Regions from separate parts of the Zea mays genome. Here region 2 is linked to region 1. A link is a contact called in public Hi-C data. All regions are on one chromosome and are shown on one strand. Each heading gives the region's core, a stretch centred on a gene start, on an enhancer-like site or on the middle of the called end of the contact. The rest is flanking DNA. Distances are from core to core; before and after follow the strand shown. Region 1 holds the start of LOC100281355 (Succinate dehydrogenase subunit 3-2 mitochondrial). Region 2 holds the start of LOC100193713.

The links. Hi-C and Micro-C count contacts between places; a contact is called where the count stands out from the background.
Region 2: a contact with region 1 is called in a Hi-C map of ear, with 2.7 times the contacts expected there. The contact joins the promoter of LOC100193713 here to the promoter of LOC100281355 in region 1. A contact is called at or near these places in 3 of 25 Hi-C or Micro-C datasets (bundle sheath, ear and tassel).

The regions. Positions count from the first base shown.
Region 1 is chr1:233,290,263-233,296,110 of Zm-B73-REFERENCE-NAM-5.0, forward strand. LOC100281355 (Succinate dehydrogenase subunit 3-2 mitochondrial) reads right to left here and starts at 2,416. Exons shown (of 4, transcript NM_001368000.1): 1 at 2,272-2,416; 2 at 1,989-2,035; 3 at 69-143. The coding sequence starts at 132.
Region 2 is chr1:233,448,321-233,454,168 of Zm-B73-REFERENCE-NAM-5.0, forward strand. LOC100193713 reads right to left here and starts at 3,493. Exons shown (of 8, transcript NM_001358869.1): 1 at 3,361-3,493; 2 at 495-1,139; 3 at 1-113. The coding sequence starts at 1,118.

The sequences.
Region 1 (5,848 bases), core at 1,166-3,665:
TTGATTGTTGTCTTGAAACTACAACATGACAGAGAACATATATAACAAACCAGAGCAGGATTTCTTACCACGGAGAGCAAATGGGGTATCTCTCAAGGGTGCTAACTGAGTCTTGCTGTTATACTTCTCCATTGCTGCACAGCCTGCACAATAGCTAATAATCACGGATCAGCACATAATCATGGTTTTGGTAAAAGAAAATTTGAATACAAGTTTTGCAAAGCTCAACATAGAAATATTAACATATCAATTAAATTGGAGAATACCAAAATCAATTGATCCTAATGAACTTGGTGGCTTAGAACAAACCCAAGTAACACATTTAAGCAAATTCCTAGACCCTAGTCAATATCAATGCTAACCACTGTGACTATGTACACAGAGCTAAAAATGATATATCTGATAGCATAGAGAACATAAATTTGAGCATTGTAACATATTAAAATTCTAGGCACCCGCACTTCACACATGTTTAAAGAGAGGCAGAGAGCTTGGCCGAAAATCCATATAGACATGCATTCTAAGTAAGGATAAGCATAGTCACACTATTGCAGGCTTGCAGCTAACTTACATTTCAATCATTCATCAACATCACTAATGAAGCAAACTACACAGGTCTATCCTACTATGTCCTGTGGACTTGCTATACAAAACTTCCATGACTTGCATGTCTGCCAAAGCGATGTAATATTGCTCCTATTCAATAAGGTAGCACTGCCTTGCTTCACTAGATAGTTTGGTTTGTTCTGCAGAAGCTCTTCTTTGCTCTCAGACCTCTAGTGCCAGGTCCTAATGTTCATGGGATCAAGTGGATGAAAACTCTGATCCACCTAGCGTTGCACTGGACTTTCCTGGGAGTTTTTCCAATTGATATTTTTATTTTATTCTATTTTTTGTTCACCCCCCATAATAAGTGTTATAACCTGGCACTACTTATGTATTTGAATGGGAATTTGAAATTACATTGTATATTCCTATGAATAGTTGATTTTGTGTAAAAGATAAATGATACTGTGGTTTATCAGTGTTTCAATCATTATATCCAAAATTTCACTGTTGTAAATGTAGTTATAAGTCAGATCCTTCAATTTTTCTTGTATTAAGAAAATCACAGGTACACTCTAACGATGTATGTTTATCCTCTTCACGCGTTTGAGTCAACAGGACTTAGTAAGATAGACAATTATGGTTTGCTCCATTAGTGCTGTCTATGATTAGTGCAAAATGTAAGGTGGCAACAATAGTTTTGCCTGTATGACACCTTATGCCTATGGTTTGCCATCCTAATTTTGTTTCTTTTAGCAAAGGGATCATAGGTGCCGGATGGTGTTCGTCCTGCACACCTATACACAAACAATGTGTATGCATACATTGTGGTAACAGCTTCAGCAGCCTGAGAAATAATTTTAAGCTGGTTGATAGGCAAACCATCCATTTAACAAATGATAAATTGCAATTAGAAATAGACATATGCGTATCAAATCAGATACGAAAGGGGAAAAACAGTTTAAAACTTATCTGTGTTTTGTATAGTAGCATAAAGTTCAGTAAATTAACATTGGAAAATTCAGAGAAGCCCAAAGTTAGAGCAGGACATACAATTCCCCATATTGAAAAGACATCAAGACAATATACCTTGCACTTAATTTGTGACAAACCCATACAACTAAGTGCTACCGAATAAAGAGAGAACCAACCCAATAATGATAGGAACAATTGGATCTATACCATTAAAAGATCCAAACTTTAGATATATACCATGGACCCCACATGTCATTGACTCATGTGGACCCACATGTAAGTGAGATAGTAATGGTATGGATCCAAAGTGGTGATCTTTTAATGGTATGGATCCAAATTTCCCATAATGATATAGTCAACTAACTTTTACGACATTTATTAAAAGTAACAATGGCCTGTTCCAATGCTAAAAAGGTGAACCTATGCAGCGAGCACCTGGTATGTAAGAGGAATCGAGCAGCGTTTACCTTCCCGGAGGAGATGGAGAGGCCTCCTTGCTGGCTATACAGAAGATCTGCACAAAGAGAAAGAGGTCAGGATGGAGAGGATCTGGGAAGCCTACGGAGAGCCAACCTAGTCTCCGTGCGCAGAAAAAAAAAAAGAGGGATATGAGCGCGCCCAATCATGAGGAGAGGGAGCAAGCCGGCGGTGATCCGGCCGCCCGATCCGCTAACATATCCGTGCCTGTGCCACGCGTGCCCGAAATCCATCAAAATCTGGTTGGGAGAGGAGTCGCTGCGCGTTACTCACTCGAACAAAGCGAGCTCGATACCGATTTTCCGCCGGAGGCACGTATCTGGAGGCGACGGGCGGCGGTTCCCTGTGGGGAGAGACGGAACGAAGACGAGGGAGGCGCTCGTGCCTCTGTCGGCACTACCTCCTAGTCCTCTATTTTGGGCCAAAACAACCCGGCACAGCCCGGTAGTTATCGTGCATTGACACGGCCTGGCCCGGTCGGCATCCTGCCCGGGTTGACATGGCCCATTAAACCATGTCGTGTTTAGCCGAAAGCGTGGCATGAACACAAACGTTTGCTTGGCACAATGGCACGCCAATCTTCTAACTCGACGAGTTGACAGGAAGCAGTGAAGCACCGCGTCTGCTATTTTCATAAATGGGCATAAAGTTCTAGCATAAAACTTCAGATTATTACCCCAAAATAAAGTTTTTTTTCACTTTCACTGGTGCCTCTTCCTAGTCATATATAGTTGATGAAGCATGAATTTCTATCATAGCTGCAGTCAACATCCCAAGTCCATTTATTGATCTTTGGAAGTATTTTTGTTCGCTTCCAGTTGTTCGGATAGTTGCAGTTGCAATCTATAGAGACAAAATATTGTAGAAGCTGTTATGGATTAAAGCCAAGCGAATAGACTAAATAGGCTGAATAAGTATATGATCAAATAGTAAATAGATATATTAATACTAAGCAAATACTAATTCAAAAACATTTATATAGATACAATCATATTAATCAGATAATTATCGTACGCACAAATAATTTTACCATTTAGTTCGACTATTTTGCCACATTGGAACGGACGTCGTTTAAATATGTACTTAGCACGAGCGATTCTAGGTGATGTGAATTATTGACGCCAATCAAAACGACCCGCACGATGCATGCGAAACCGCGTACGCGACGACTCGGCATAGAGAGCGATGCGACGGTGAGGCTATGTGCACGCAGGGGGTGTAGACGGGGGGAGAGGTAGACAGACGTCGTCAGATTCCCGACGATGTCCTACGCGTATACGAACACAAGTGCGATAGCGAGAGGGGCACGACGACGACCGCGAGGGCACGGTTGAGTGGCTGCGGTGCGCACGCGACTCGACAAGCACATGGCGCGTCAAACGACAGGAGCGAGACGCGACAAGGAGCGCGCGAGGGCGGTGCGCAGGGGCCGACACGACAAAGGAGGAATGTGCGGGGCAGGAGGGCTCCGACCGGGGGGAAGGGGCGGCTTCGCTGGCGGTTCGTCGGAGCCGACCAGGACGCTGGCCGAGTGCCGGGGAGGCAGCGTGGCTGGGCGAGGCTTGCCGGTGATTCACCGGACTGCAGGCACACGATGCGGCTATGGTGGGACGATGGTGAAGCCAGGAGAGCGAGCATGGCTAGGGTTCGGCTTCAGAGCTTTGCTGCCGCGGCGATCTCGGTCAAGGCGGGTCATGAGAAAAGAAATCGCGTGGGGGGGCTGGCCGCCGTGCCGCAGAGAACAGAGGGGAGCGGCTGGCCACCACGCCGTCGAGAACAGAGGGGAGGGGATCCACGCTCGGACTGGGGAGGGGAACGACGAGCAGGAGGGCAGGGGCTGCTGGCCGCCGCGTGCGGGGACATGACCTCGGACTCGCCCGGCGAGGGCGCTGGCCGCCGGTGGGGCTCAGCCGGAGGAGTAGAAGAGAGGAGGGTTGGCAGGAGGGACCTACCTCGACGGCAGCCGACAACTGCAGGCTCGGCGGGTGCGATTTCTTTCTTGTACGAGGGGGACCGTCGCGGGAGATATGCGCTGGGGCAGCTCGAGGAAGAGGAATAGGAGGTGGGCGCAGTAGCTGACGGGGCCCACGCTGACCTGGCGGCCCAAGCAAGGGCATGAGGAGGCCCGAGAAGAGGGGGTGCGGCGCTGAGCTGAAAAGGGGAAAGGGGAGAGAAGAAAAAGAGAGAGAAAAAGAAAAAGGTTTTCCTTTTTATCGTTTTCCTTTTTCCTTCTATTTAACTTCAAACTCGAGCACAACTCATAAATAAAAAAGACTGCACATCGAGTTCATCCATCAAATAAATAAAAAGAAATAGCTATGCTTTGGCATGAGATGCAACAATCAAAGCACCTCTAGGGCTTATTCCACTAGGTTATGCCAATATAAAACAAAATAGTTATCTATTTTGGGGAAATAGAGAAGGAAAACAAAGAAAAGAGAGAGTAACACCTGAATTTGGTGGATATTAGGAAAAAAATTATACCCCAAATTCAGGGTGTTACAAATCTAACCCCCTTAACAGAATCTCGCCCTCGAGATTCAAGAAGAGGCTAACAAGAACGACAAGGTTGGTTCATAGGTTGTTCACGACTTTCTTGAGTTGGTTCATAGGTTGTTCATGACTTTCTTGAGTTGACTTGCAGACTGGTTGTTTTGACCTTCAAATGCTCGATACTAATTGATGCAATTCCTGAGGATCTCTTGGACCTATGGGTTAGGACCCACACACGCTTAAGCTACGCCACTTTGATTCTTGTTGGTTGATGTTGATCGCATTGTCTTCATTGGGGTTAGCGGCTAACCCCCTTAACAGAAGCGTTGATATGCACTTGGTGAAGATGTCGCCGACTCTGATCTTGACTGATTAAGAGAGGTTGGAGAATGCCAACCGGATAGGTGCAAGAGGGAAGGGTATAGATAGAAAAGGTAAGCATAGATGGATTAAAGAGAGAAAAGGAAGAGCACCCAACTACCTAACTCTATGGCAGTCACCTAGTAAACTGATGTCATTGCGGACCAAGGGCCACAACACATCAACACTCATTTCAAAGAAGCAAATTAGTCATAACATAAAGACAAACATCATGAGCACACAACGACAAACATTTCGTTGTTATACGTTCCTTTTAATTAAATGGTGGACTTTCTTGAAAAGGGAATAACTACTCTCTAAGGTTGTCGAAGGAAGAGGAGAAGAACAGTACGTGCAGGATAGGGGCACGAGCACAATAAAGGATGGAGTTAAAGCAAGCAATGCAAGCGACTAGGATAAGGATACGACCAAGGGCATAATGGGCAGAACACCACTCTCGAGTTGAGATAGAAAAGAAGAGGTTCCAAAAAGCAGACCTAAGATAAGCATCGAGGCAAGATCTAATGATTACAAAGGTAAGGGTGGTGTCAAGCAAAAGCTAAGACTTGCAATGCGACAGAGAAAAAGGGAACGAACAAGAGCGGTGTGGGTAAGACATCACTCTTGAAATGAAATAGGAGAGGCGGCTTTAAAATGCAGGTACAATATAAGCATCAAGGTAAAGATTGAGGAATGCCAAGGGTTAAGGTGATAACAGACAAACACGCAACAAAGGATGTATTTTAGACAAAACCTGCAAGGTGTCAAAGAAGCAGAAGCAGTCAATGATGAAATAGATGATGCATTATTCCCGAACAGGGATAGAAAAGAGGAGGCTTCAGAGGGTAGGTTCAAGGTAAGCATGAAGGTAAGGGTATAAATATTGCAAGGGTTAAAGGTGATAACGGACAAGAACGTAAGAGAGGAGGTAATTAGGCATAAGACAAAGGATATAAGTACCATAAAGGATGGAGTTAAGACTGGACCTACAAATGGA
Region 2 (5,848 bases), core at 2,243-4,742, 160 kb after region 1:
GTGCTTGCATCTATTATTTCTTCAAGAGGTCTATTTTCCTTACGAGGATGCTGATGGAGACGAGTAGATATTTCATATAGAGCTTTTCTTACAAGGGAAGGTGCTCCAGATATCTGAAATATCATAAAAATATGATATATGACACTCATGTCCTGATGTCCAAAAGTGAAACCATGCATCATAAAGACACAAATTTCAAGAGATGAGAAGATTGAGAACAGCATGACACAAAATTCAATTGTTTAGTTAATGTAATTAATTGATAGGGAAAATCAAGTTACCGAAACCATGAGAAACTCGACAAGTAGAAGTAAAACAACAATTCATATGTCCAAAGTGAATTGTTTATCTCTATAAAAATGATACATGAATAATTGAATGCTAATCCAAGTATAAAGAAACAGTATATGAGGCCGCAGGAATCAATGGAAGCAAAAGGCATTACCAAGCCGAATAAGACAATAAAATAGTTTCTACTACTAATACAGTCTTACCTGCACCAGTTCATCACTTTTAAGTGCACACTGGGGAAGGTTTTCAGATGGCAAGACACGGATTCCAGCACCAGTATTACTTCGTAGTTGCTGTATAATGGAGCCACCTTTTCCTAGAAGGCAGCCAACTTGATTGCCTTGAACCAAAATTCGAGCAGTCACATCATCTGCACTTTCAGACTTTTCATCATTGGCGACTTCATCATGAATTTCATCAGACACAATCTTATCATGTATCTTCAATAACGCATCTTGGGCAAAGCAATGGGATTTGAAGTTCCCTAAGCCATCACTATTTTTTTCTTCAGCTGCTTCATCAGTCGGTTCAGGCTCATTTTGGTAATTGAAGATGATAATTACTCTCTCATCTGCACCAGGAATGGAATCAGCAACCCTTATCTTGGCTTTAGTTTCCTCTCTAAGGGCCTTAACAATGTCACCACCTCTTCCCAAGACACTGCCTATCTTTTTTACCGGGCACAATATCCTGTAGATGGTTTCAATTGGCTCAGAGAACATAGATGTGTCATCATGCCTAGTGTTTAACCGTTTTCTCTTTCCGTCATCAGAATTGGAATGTGTCCTCTTCTTGGAGTTACTTCTTCTAGACTTGTCATAATCCATCAAAACCAATCTTGTAGCCCCCTTTGTCCACATAAAGAATAATCCATCAGTGTAAACAAACTTATAAGATACTAATAACAAGGTCATTATACAAAGATGAAAGGATGTTGCATGCACATGTGCCTCCAGCAGCATCCTCAATGATGGCACATATACACAGCCTTGTAGGGTATGTATCCAAATTCAGAAGCAGCTGTTAAATGTTCATGTTGCTATTTGTACTACAGAATACTAGCATAAGTAATTTTAAGTTAACAACAGGTGTTGGCTGTTGACCATGTACAGAGCAAGGCATTCTGGTGATCAAAAGTCGTACGGATTCAGCATACACAACCTGCTGTTTGCTTTTAAACCTGCTGTTTGCTTTTAAAATACATAAGTACACAACCTGCTGTTTGCTTTTAAAATACATAAGTACATTCAAGTAGAGTTCCATATTATTGGTTTCCTTCAAAATTAAAAAAAAATGTCATTGCATAACATGGTTCATTTTCAAGAAGAAATACAGTGAATAACAAAGTGTGCATGGAGTATGCGAAATCTAAAGTCCTCTGGCAACTGAAATCCAGCCTAAGAGAAAGCCAAAGTGCAATTCTTTAAGTTCGATTTTCCAGAAATGCAGATATATGCCAGTATCTGCCGAAAGGGGACATCATATAAAGTAGCATGCCTAATTTAAATAAATAATGAAAACATTATAAAAAAGGGACAGTGGACAAAGCAGGCTAAATTATTTGACGACAAATGCTAAATGGATGTCTTAGATGAAATAGAATAAAAACTCAATCCAGGCACACCATCACTAACATTTCATTATACGCAAAATACTTCCTAGCATATGAAACTATGCAACTTGAAGCAATTCCATAAAATGACCTCTGAAATAGATTAGTTGTGCCCATAAAAGATTAGCAATGACTTCACAAGCACATCTCATCAGGCTACCACCTAGGTGCAAGTGCAATAGCAAATTCTTAACTGCTCATCTAAAATTCTATTAGCGTGTATAAAAAAGTGATCAAACACTCACATAAGCATATTGCATAAAGACAGTCGTTAAGGGCACTTCAGTAAGTGCATGTACATAACACAGCAACAAAATCCTGCTGCAGTTTGCCTTACATTTAGCACTCAAACTCACATTTGAACTGCACAGATTCAGCAGACAATTTATGTTCAGCCAATAAAACATGAAAGGTACCAAACCGTGCATGCTGGACATGAACCTTATTGGACAGGGCATTTGCATAGACAATTCAACATGCAGCCTGAAGCATAATTAATAGACCCTATGGGCATATTTATTCGTCATCTGGACCAGGGGAGCTAGTTCAATTACGGATGATTTTTGTCAGAGCGAGAAACCGGTGGTACTACAAGGCAGGAATTCAACTGAACCCCTACTTTTCAAATAAACTCGCTACAGCCTAAAAAACCACTAGCACCAAACTGGATGGATTAAAGAGGACATTTGTTTCTTTTCAAAAGACCAACCAAAAAGATGTGGATATAGTGGCAACTTGCATTGACTATGTAACATAACCTCTACAATAACTTGGTTTCATATAAAAAATGGTGAGGAATGGCGTGGAAACCACACCTCATCAGGGTGCTACCTATAAGGAAAAAGAAAAAAACAAATTTCCAACTGCACATTCTGATCCTGCTGCAGCTCTAGTAGCAAATTTTCGAAAATAGCAAGCACTCAAATAAAATACTGCATAAGGCAAGTCATTTAGAGCACTTGAGCACGTGAACAAAAAAAACTCAGTAATTCTGCCCATAAATAATAAGGCAAGTCATTTGAGCACGTCACTAACACGGGAAAGATACAGTTTGGCTTCCCATGTTCAGCTCACGATAGCATCCATGTTTCATCACCCACATCATGCCCAATCAGTAGCACAATAAACATACCAAGATGAGCACACTGCACGCCAACCCACTTGCAGGGGCATTTCACATGTTTAATTTAAGTTCATGAGAATCCAACTGAACCACCAAACCTTTAGGAAACCAATCTCGCTACGGGCAAAAAGAACACCCTGCTCCGCTAAACTGGTTGGACAACATGGGTGTACAAATTGAAACCCAGTAAATTTAGCAGAAGAAGCGAAATGACTAGGCATAGTACATGTATACACTTTAATCACATCAGATCCGGTTAGAAATATCCAAATAGCTTAAGCTAGGGTTCGGGTGCTCGGTTTCGCACAGAAGGGACGAGAAGGGGTGCGCATACCTGTTGGGTGCTCGTCTCTGAAGAAAGGACCGACGAAGACCTAGGTGCCTGGCGTTGGCGGCGGTCGCGCAAGTCGTCGCCACGAGAGAGCGCGGGCACAAGGGGTGAACAGGAGAGCAAAAAGGCAGGGGGGTTGAACGGAGTGTCGGAGTCCGTGGCTACTCCTGTTCGGTTAGGGGATGAGGCATGAGGCCCGCCTGACCGCTGAGGGAATCGGGATCCGTTGACCGACCCCCATATGGGATCACGGCAGCCCACATAAAGACCCAGCACAAGGAACAGGGCGAGCAACATTGCAACAGCAGATCCTTAAAAAACTGTAAACAGCCCGTATCACAATCACGAGGAAAGGAGTAGCCCGTTTTATTGCTTTATATATTTGTCTTCGGTTTTTTTCAGATTTACGCCAATACGTTATGACTTGTGACAGCACACAAACTATTCGATAAAATGATATCACACAATATTTACATAAAAAGGAGCAACACGTATATTATCGGTCATAATATCTCATAATTTCTTTGTCAATGATTCAGTCTCTTTCAAACATGTAGCACACAGTTAATGGGAAGCAATTATACTTAAGTTTTGTGTTGTGATTACAAGGAGTCAAGTCTTCCCCTCAAAAACAAGAAGTCGGGTTGCAAAGATCCCCTTAACGGCAAAAATATATACCTACCTGGTGTCCAAAAAAAGGATAGTCCAGATACACATCCAAATGGTAAGAAGATGTTATGTTTGTTGGTTCCCATTTGACATAATATGTCATATCCAAATATGTAATGTTTTGTTCACATCGTTAAGCTTTGGGCTTTCTTGAGTAAGATAATCTGCATGGGACAGAAGTAGCAAGGATGATAAGTTATACTAATGGGTAGGTGAGGTGATATAAGCTCATGATACACAAACCTGATTGCGGCGAGAGCTTTGACATGTTCGAGGGGCGTGCGACACTGTAAGCGAGCGCCGAGGGTATGCGTCGTGGCCATGGTCGGATCTAAAGAGGGGCAAAGTGGGTCATGGCCTCCCTCAAATTTTATAACCTTTTATACTTAATGTTAAGTATAGAAAAAAATATTTAAATTTTTGGATAGGCTAAAATAGCCTTGCCCTAGGTTTTCTCGTCCGCCGTCTGACCCCATTCTTAACGCCACCTGAGCTAGTTCGCCCCGATGCCCTGTTCCCACTATCTCCCTTTCCCAACATGCGACGTCACCCGATCCCACCTCTTCCTGACGCCCTCGCCTCATTCATCGTCGTCGTCACGCCAGCCAACCTAGCAAGCTCGATCTCGCTCGTCGTGATGATGCAACCTGTCCTTGACAGCCACGAGTTTGGCAAACTAACGAGCCCTAGCTCTCACCCAGAGGCATCACGTGACCCTATCCCTTTCATGGCACACTCGCTCTTTGAGGAGATCGATATTCGACAAGGTACATAGTTCTTCGATACAATCAGCAAAAACTTAGTGGTATGTTTGATTCTTTTGTTCATATAGTGGTGGGGACTTGTTCTCAAATGCTATGAATTAAGAACAAGACAACACAAATGTTAATGATTAAAGATATTCATCCTTTGAAGCATTATTTCCCGTAGGATATAATGATCTTTAGACGAAGGTCATGAAGGACGTACCTTCATCATCTCAATATACAATGGAAAGCAGGATCATATGACACATAAAAAACATGAATAATCATATGATATTATTCAGACATTTTTATTATATAATCATGAATAAACATGGATAATATTGAATTACATTTATACCTTCGGCTTGACAGAAGGTGAGAATCTGTGTGTGACGTGCGAGTGAATACAAGCCAGCGTGAACACTACGGGGGTATTGTTCATCTATTTATAGGCACGGGACGCAGCCCAGACGAAATTACATTTATGTCCTTGGTAACTAATCATAACTAAAACACAACTTATCATGGACTAAACGGTCTTTTACTCTTTAAGTCGGTGTTGACCTTCGTCTCAAGACACATCGTCATGCTGAAGCTCCCTGTATTGTAGCTTCGGCTTATACTTTCATGTTGTGTCTGCTTGCATATCACCCTGCCGAATGTGTTTTTACTTGGAGGACCTTCGGCGAGGAAGAAGGCCCCCAACAGTAGCCCCTTCGCGGTGCTAGATCGTTTTTTGTAACGAGCTCGATCCGTGAAAAATCTCAAAGGCTTCGGAATGCCGAAGGTCCGAAAAACACCTTCCCTGAGCTCGTTGCCGAGAAATGATTAAAATACTCCAAGCGTCGGGTGGTCCACCGTTCAGTGGGTGCGAGCGATCTGGCGATTCACCTTCCAGGCGCCGAGTGGTCCACCGTTCAGCGGGTGCGAGCGATTTGGCGGTTCACCTTCCCACCTGCAGCACTATATAAACAGATGGGTTGGTGCAGAGTTACCACAACATTCATTGTCATTGCATTGTTGTGCTGTTAAAAAAACACCATAGCCGAAGCTTTTTCATTGTGCTCTCAAGCGAA